2 separate regions of the Zea mays genome follow, and region 1 is linked to region 2. The links are chromatin contacts, called in public Hi-C maps. All regions are on one chromosome and are shown on one strand. The core of a region is the stretch at or near the end of the contact, and the rest is flanking DNA. Distances in the headings are between cores, read along the strand shown. Region 1 overlaps LOC100194273 (Mitotic checkpoint serine/threonine-protein kinase BUB1). Region 2 holds the start of LOC100191167.

Region 1 (4,113 bases), core at 996-3,495, 460 kb after region 2:
CATGTTCTCGCTCAACATGTTACCTTTGTCAACTGGTTTTATTTTGAGATATCTAGTTGCTCACTAATCAGTGTCATTCTTCTCTTGGTATGTAAAGTGGAGAGATCACAGAGGACAATTTCCGAAGTGAAAAACGAGTAGAGAGGAATCAGGTCAGCATATCCGTCCTAACACGCCAGAGGTATGGCAGCCCCCTTTTATGAGGCTCATGGAATCTGCATTTCAGGGGCTCTGCCTTGTTGATTGGGGCCGTGGCATTGATCTGGCTCTTTTCCCCTCCTGCACGGAGTTCCACGGGGACTGTGGAACCTCAGGATTCAGATGCATCGAGATGCAAGAACATAGAAACTGGACTTATCAGGTCAAGAGCCTTTGCATTCATCTCTAGGAGTCTAAATGCCGTTATCTGGTACAATGCCCTGATATTTTCTGCCTATAGGTCGACACATACGGCCTCTGCGTCGTTGTGCACATGATGCTACACGGGTCAGGCATGAACGTCAAGAAGGTTCCCAGGATTGGTGGAGGCTACGAATGGCAACCTAAACAGCCGTTTAAAAGGTGCAATGCGATCTCTCCCTTTTGAGTCGTGCGTGCCTGGTTGGTGTTAGTGCGAAGCAACTGAGCGAGCAATTGGGTGTCGTTGGATCGCAGGTACTGGAACGTTGATCTGTGGCAGAAGCTCTTCTCGACGCTGCTGAACCCGCCCTCGAACGACAGCGACGTGGCCGCGCTCCAGAGCCTGCGAGCGTCATTCCGGCAGTACATGTGCAGCAACCGGCAGCTGGTCGGCAAGCTGAACCAGCTGCTGGCGAAACAAAAGGCCTCGCTGTGCTCGTCCTAGGCTGCGTGACAAAGCCGAAACGCGGCTGGTGCCTGTGCCCCCCATGTAATGTAACTCCGGCTAGGCTAATACGAACTCACATGTATCCTTAAGTAATTTACTAGCTAGTTACCCGTGATTTGGTAGGGTTGTTATATATCATTAAAATAAGTATTAAGATATTTATTTAAATATAATTATTGTTTATTTTTATACACTATGGAATGTGTGGTGGTTTAGTGGTTAGTCCCAAATTTCTATGTTAGGAAGCGTGGTTTGAGTGCTCACTTTGCACTGTTTTTTTTAGGCTATGATAGATGTACGAGCGGGTCAGACGTTAGATAGGTGTGCAGTAGTTGGTTGCATGGGTGCTGGGGTTCATAGACATTAGCTGAGAAAGCGTGGGCGCTGGGCGTGGGACCTAAAGGGCACAGGCGCCGAGGCGGGCATGTGGGATAGAAGAACTAGTCAGGGTGCGTTGGACGGACCTAGAGAGATACTATTTGGATATGAGATTATATACATTGAACCTTGAACTATTTAAGTGACCCATATCTCATACTCTCGTATATGTTAGCATGCAATATTCTATAAAAGGATAAATAACAATCTATGGTACCATATATTGGAATAGTTGTATCTTATATAATTTCATATGATATGACGACTTTAGATATTGTGACAATATACAATAGATTAGGAATAGCCTAATGAGTTTGGACTGATGTTTTGTTCTTTGCAGTCCACATAGAACTCGAAAAAACAAAGATGTTCCATAAAGTTCAAATCGACTGCATTACTGTTGGTCATCACTGTAGGAACGTAGCTTTGAATTGGCCCCTCCCTGCGCATTGACGCACGCTCCGCCACTGCTCTTGGGTATGGCTGCGTTGGCTCAAGGGTCTCTGTTTCATGGTACTATACATAGCGCACTGTACAAAAACTGTATAATGACGGGAGAGTCCAGTGAAACGATGTTTTGGGATCCAGTTCACTACGACATTGGATAAACTTTTGAGCTAGATAGATGATACGGTAGCTGCAGAGCCGTGAAGGCCCGAAGCTACACCGTACCAAACAGTCCTGTGGGTCACTAACAATAATCATAGAATGGTAAAACATGGCCGAGATGGCCTGTGTGGATCTGTGTTGAAAACAATCCAAATTTCACTCTGACAGAATGGCGGGGAAGGGAGCACGTCAGCAAGTTCCATTCCATGATAGATATCGGAGACAAGGTTACCGGCTTTTACAGTTGGAGTTGACTTGGCTTTTAAAGCAGTCCAAAAACTCTCTCGATCTGTTATAGAGTGACAGTGGTCCAGATGATAGAGAGAAGAAGCACACGGTGCATGCATGATACGACCTCCCGGCCTGACCAGATTGCCAACCTACCGAGTTTGACCTGAATGCCCCCGGCCGTTACCATCCAAACACCCAACTGTAGACGACGACTGTAGCGAGCTAGCGACACAGACAGAGGTGCACAGTCGTCGTCGCACTCGCACGTACGGCGGAACAGAAACCACGACGCGCGCTAGCTGCTGCTGCGATGCCAGGGAGAGAAAGAGAGAAGAAAAACTAGGCCTTGGATTCTAGCAATCTATAGCTACCGGCACGATCTGCATGCTAGTCGCCACGCCAGGGCAAGATAACCGCGTAGTAAAACCGGCGTTGTACGGGCGGCGGCCGCGACAGGACAACGACGGGACAAGCGGCGCCGCGGCGGCCAGAGGCCCGCCAGGCCACCAGCTAGCGGCCGGGGTGCCAGGGCCTAGCTAGGTCAACCTACGTACAGTACAGCTCTTCTTCTTCTGCACTGCTAGCTGCGGCTGCTGCTCAGCAGAGCATGCAGCTGCGAATGCAAGCCTGTCCGCCATGCTTCCCTTGATTTCGAGCGCGCCGATCAGCGAGAGAGACTGACCGGCACCGTACCGCCAGCCGGGCGGGCCCTCGTCGACCGACCGGACCCAGGAGGCGAACACCGAAGAGGCGGAGAGGCCCCTCCCTCCCTGCTGCCAGAACGGTTGGGTTGGGTCGGTGGCTCGCCGTCACGTGGCTGGACCCCGAGCCCGACGGATCGAACGCTCGTCGTTCATGGCGTAGGCTCCTATAATATAAGCTATGTGTGCCGTGCGCCGGCCGTATGCATGGCTCTGACGACGACGCTGCTACCCTGCGATCCTACTTCCTACCTACCAGCTCTGCCTCTGCATGGCTGCCTCTGCATGCATGCATAGCCCCCGCATGGACCGATCTGTCGTTGACTTCTGGGGCAGTCGACGGGCCTACGCCATCCGTCTGCGGGCGCTCTGTCAGCGCGATGCAGTCAGTCGCTTGCATGTGGTGGGCCGGCCGGCCGGCGTCGGAGAACTGGAACGTGCCGTTGCGGCTGTTCGTTGTATATATCTGCTGCGGCGGTGTGTGCCGGCCGGCGAGGGCACCAGCTATAGCTGATTATATATTGCGATGCGATCCATGAGTTGAGAGGGAACGCCATCCAGCTCCGCCGCGCGGCCGTCGTCTGTCAATGCAATCCACACTCACTCTGTTTACTTTTCACTCACTTTAGTCATTGCTCTTGGTATCGATTCAGTAATCAGGACGTAGTGAGCAGTACGTCTATTAATTGCTTCATGATCACTGCCGTGTTTATGCTGCAACTGCAACTAGCTGCCTGTGATAAGATATGATAGCCACTTAAAACGTTTAGTACGTGGCGTGCGGCCGGGCTATACATCATCGCGTGTGGATCGGACATATATAGTGATATCTCTGCATCTGCAGTGCTGGGTACGTTGAACAAGCTAGCGGGTATATGATATAAATTGAAGGTCGAGGAGGACAGCGACTCGGCCCCCCGGCCGTGGAGCGACGAACCGAGGCTACCTGCTCTGCTCGCGATCGACCTGGTGACACCTACCTGCTGGCACTGCACGCCGGTGGTTTGGATCGACGACGTCCACGATGGCAACGGTTAACCGATCAGTTGGTAGGTCGGCCTCGGTCTCGGTCGTGCAGTGTATACCCGCTCTGCTAATATCCGCCGCTGATCTGCGCTAATAATACCTGTTGAAAATCGGTTACAGTATCACATCCTACTATATAGTTAGGGTTAGAGGTTTTAGTCCGGTTGTATATATAGCTTGATGTATCTGTATCACGTTTTCGTTCCTCATATATCAGTTGCGAAGCTAGAGTGAATCAAAGTAGTAGGATGCAAATATCTTGAGGGTGCATAGTACTAATATATAGATGGTGCATATATGGTAAAAATTTAGTCTAAATCA
Region 2 (3,739 bases), core at 177-2,676:
AGAAGTTAGTTTCTTTTATGATTTCATTCCTCTGTTGCATAAGCAGCACAAGGAAAATTCCCATAACCAGATGAGGATCCTTTTGCCCAGTGACTCTCGCCAGTGAAGCCAAAGGGAAAATTTTCTTTGTCACAGGGGGAGGGGGAGCATTTAAGCTTTCTAGGTAAATATTTTGTGTAATGAGAATCGCCCGGGCTCCTAAAATTTTCTGTATCCACCACTGCCCTTGCCCACTAACAAAAAGATAAAGCATACGCTACAACTCCAATATTGAGAAAGTTTATGGCGTTCTAACTTTACCACAAGAAAATTATTACTCCCACTTGTATTGCATTTTATTTCAGATAAACTTCTTTAAGATGGGGTTGCTAGAACACCATAAACTTCTTTTGACTGAGCACCAGTTCTAACATCACACCCATTAAAATAAACTTCCTTTTGACAGAGAAAATAGGGGCAAAAAAGGGGTTGCTGACCCACTAAAATCACATCCATAAACGTCATGCAGATTGCAAATTTTCCCTCATTTAGATGGTGTTGCTGAACCCACAAAAAAGGGGCTCCTTCTACGTCAAAATATTACCAAGAAATGGTTTTTATCATCGATCCAACCATCCAGGCAGTGGAAGTGTGAAACCGATGTAAGGTATGTGTACAGCCCTCGATTCCTAAACACGCGCCAAAAGATTGTCCCATCAAGGGCCGCCCAGTTAGCAAGATTTTCAAGTGTCCGAATCCAGTGAGTCCCCAACTGGAACATCACGTCTCCAGAGTTTATCTATTTATCAGAACAATCCAAATAACCCGTCCTCTCAGCCCCGCAAATCTCTGCAACCCAAAGGAAACCTATGGAACAATGATGATAACCCTAACTGGCTGTATACATACAGCTATAAAACGAGAGAGAATCAGATATACTAGTAGCAAGGAAAAGGAAAACCATAGGGCAAAACAAGCAACAGTCTCCATCCTCTTCCATTTGAGGTTACCTTGTCCTTCACCTTGTGGAGGATTTCCTTGCCAGCCATTGATGTGCCCGCGCCCTGAGCCCGCCTGGCTGAAAGCTTCTGCCTCTGAAATCCAACCTCCTGCTAGCAGAACCAGCAATGAACTGGTTCCTTGGAAGTTAACCCCCTCCCCCCCTCCTTGATCTGCCCCACCAAAAATCAATACCCACTAGTCGCCTCAGCTTGGGTCAATGATGATATTTTATAGGTTTATAATTGAAGGGAGGTGGGTTGGTGATGGCGGGCCCCTGCCGCTGCCGCTGCCGCCCTGGTGTGTATGAAGCGAGAGGAGAGGGAGAACGGAGACTGGATCTTGGGTAGCGGCGGTTGACCTGAGGTTGGGGGAGATTGGGACATGGATGTGTCAAGTGGGGACAGGAGAGAGGAAATGCACACCAAACCATGGAGAAAAAGCGTCGTGTTTTTTCAGCCTTCCCTTTCCGTGTTTCACAGGAGAGATCGACAAGCTAGACCAGGATGGGCTGAGGAGGCACGTCTCAGCGGCTCATTTATGTTTGCAGTGCTCGATTTGGCGTCTGAAATCGGGAGTTCCGTATCCTCAACAAGTGATGAGTTGCGTTTGTCGCCGCGGTGACGATTGAGCTGAGTTTTATTATGACTGGGCTTCTTTTTGTTTCTCATGAGTTTCTACAAGAGCTTTGTGCTTTTTGCGCAATTCCATATATTCCTATCACCTTTTGTTCGTGAAAGAATGATTGCTTAGGAGTTATAGTCTTGAATCCAACTCTCACAATAATTGTTACCAATGTATGTAATTTTGGTGGGAGGCATCTTAAGATGTGTCGAGAGAAGTCTTTATCACTTACTTTATCGCTCAAGTTTCTAAGCTCATTTAATGACGTCGAGCCTATGAAACATTTTACGAATGCTTTCATTCTCTTAATCTCTTTCATTTTGAATCTTGTCAATTTATTCTTAAAGATATATAATTTTGCTTATTTTATGCTCGTTGTTCCCTTACAAGATTCTTCTAGTTTTTTTCCATACTTCATATTAAAATTCAAAATCTTTCACTTGCCCAATTACACCACAGTTCAAGGTTCGATGATAGTGGCAGGCCTAGGATTTGAAAGATGGGTATTCAAAATTTTAGTGGAGCATAATTTTTTTACAGTCTAAATCCTAGTCTAGTCGTCTTAACACGTATATAACCGATTATAGTATTACATAGAAGTAGTTTCATAGTATATAAAATATATAGCACATAAACTGGATCATAACTCACATAGCAAAGAATGAATACTAAGATGATATTGCTCTGCACTCAACATATAAAGGATTAATTGTTTGACATAACATATTTGGGGCCTAATAGTTATAAAACAATGTTATTTTATGTTTTCGACAATATTATAGTGTATATACAAATCATATATTGTATTAAAAATGCCAAAAATAAAGGATATTCAATTGAATACCCTTGCTACAATATGGGCTCGCCAATATTCGATGATCACTTTAGTCACGTGCTAGGGTTAGTCGTTGAATTGATACTGTTCTAGACCAACACTTTTGTTAGGGGGTGTTTGGTTCTGTGGACTAAAGTTTAGCCCGGGTCACATCAAGCGTTTGACTTTCAAATAGGAGTATGAAATATAGACCCAACCAACTGTACTAGATTCGTCTCACTTTTTAATCTTCGGCTGAGAAATTAGTTTTATAATCTGACTACATTTAATACCCCGAACGGAGGTTCAAACATTCGATGTGATAGGGGCTAAATTTTAGCAGGGGCAAACCAAACACCCCCTTAGTTAGGATCCAATGCCTACTCTAGACATTCCTTAGTCCCATTTCTTCCAACCATTAATTAACTTTTGTCAACAATGTCTAAGATGAAACTTTACTAGGTCTAATATAAATGTATGGGTTTATCTTGCTTTGACATCATCTACATCATACCAAAATAGGCATGCATGTGTTCTTTTATCTTTACATGATCAATTATCTTGCCTAGTGGCATACAGGTAATCGTTTTGAATCTTCACTTGCCCTCCTTATATAGTATGATTATTATCTTGATCGGTAAAAACAAAATGCCTTAGCTTATACCTATGTTTTGAGCCTTTGCATTTTGTGTTTTCTTCTCCATGTTAAGCATTTGTTCATCATGTGGCCATCATCGTCATTTCATGGTAGACCACCTTGCTTAAACCTTGGATATAGACTTGACTATCTTATTTACTTCACATCACTTAGAATGAAATATTAAATATTAGTATACTTAGTTATCTCAACTACCAAAACTATGGAATTTTTTACGAGCCCATGATAAAAAAACCTCTTGAATTGTAAATACTAATAGTTTTTTAAAGAGTTAAAATAAAAAATAGTCACATTCATTCATTATGGATCGGGCACATCATTATATAAGTAAGTACTGTATAATTTTCTAGGATGTGTTCCAAGAAAACTATATTTTGTTTTAACCGTTATGACCAATTCAAAAAGTTCCGAAATAGTTTGTCGCATTTTGGCGAATTGAAATTATATTTTCAACCTTTGATGGTTTACATAAAATTTTCATAGAAGGCAAGTGGAGTCAGTATTAGGGCATGTACAACCCTATTTATTATGGGATCTTTTGAGAGGTCTATAGGGGGGCTAATTGAAAAAAGTACAAAAGACGAGTTCTTCACGAAGAGCTTGTCTCTACACGAGTATACACATATATTGCCTCTTAATTTATAATCCAAAAACTTAAGTTTGTA

Evidence for each region. Hi-C and Micro-C count contacts between places; a contact is called where the count stands out from the background.
Region 1: a Hi-C map of tassel shows a contact between it and region 2, with 7 times the contacts expected there. The contact joins the enhancer-like site here to the promoter of LOC100191167 in region 2. A contact is called at or near these places in 2 of 25 Hi-C or Micro-C datasets (ear and tassel).

Annotation. Positions count from the first base shown.
Region 1 is chr7:160,991,871-160,995,983 of Zm-B73-REFERENCE-NAM-5.0, forward strand. It overlaps LOC100194273 (Mitotic checkpoint serine/threonine-protein kinase BUB1), which reads left to right. Exons shown (of 12, transcript NM_001139312.1): 9 at 98-152; 10 at 227-361; 11 at 440-561; 12 at 655-1,068. The coding sequence ends at 844. Among protein-coding and RNA genes, the nearest start is that of LOC100194273, 17 kb to the left of the region's middle. Within about 2 kb of position 2,246, at least 17 of the 20 cell types and tissues checked have an H3K27ac peak or open chromatin away from gene starts, as enhancers often do. A contact at or near this core is called in ear and tassel, where this site is marked.
Region 2 is chr7:160,537,393-160,541,131 of Zm-B73-REFERENCE-NAM-5.0, forward strand. LOC100191167 reads right to left here and starts at 1,427. Exons shown (of 5, transcript NM_001136602.1): 1 at 990-1,427. The coding sequence starts at 1,028.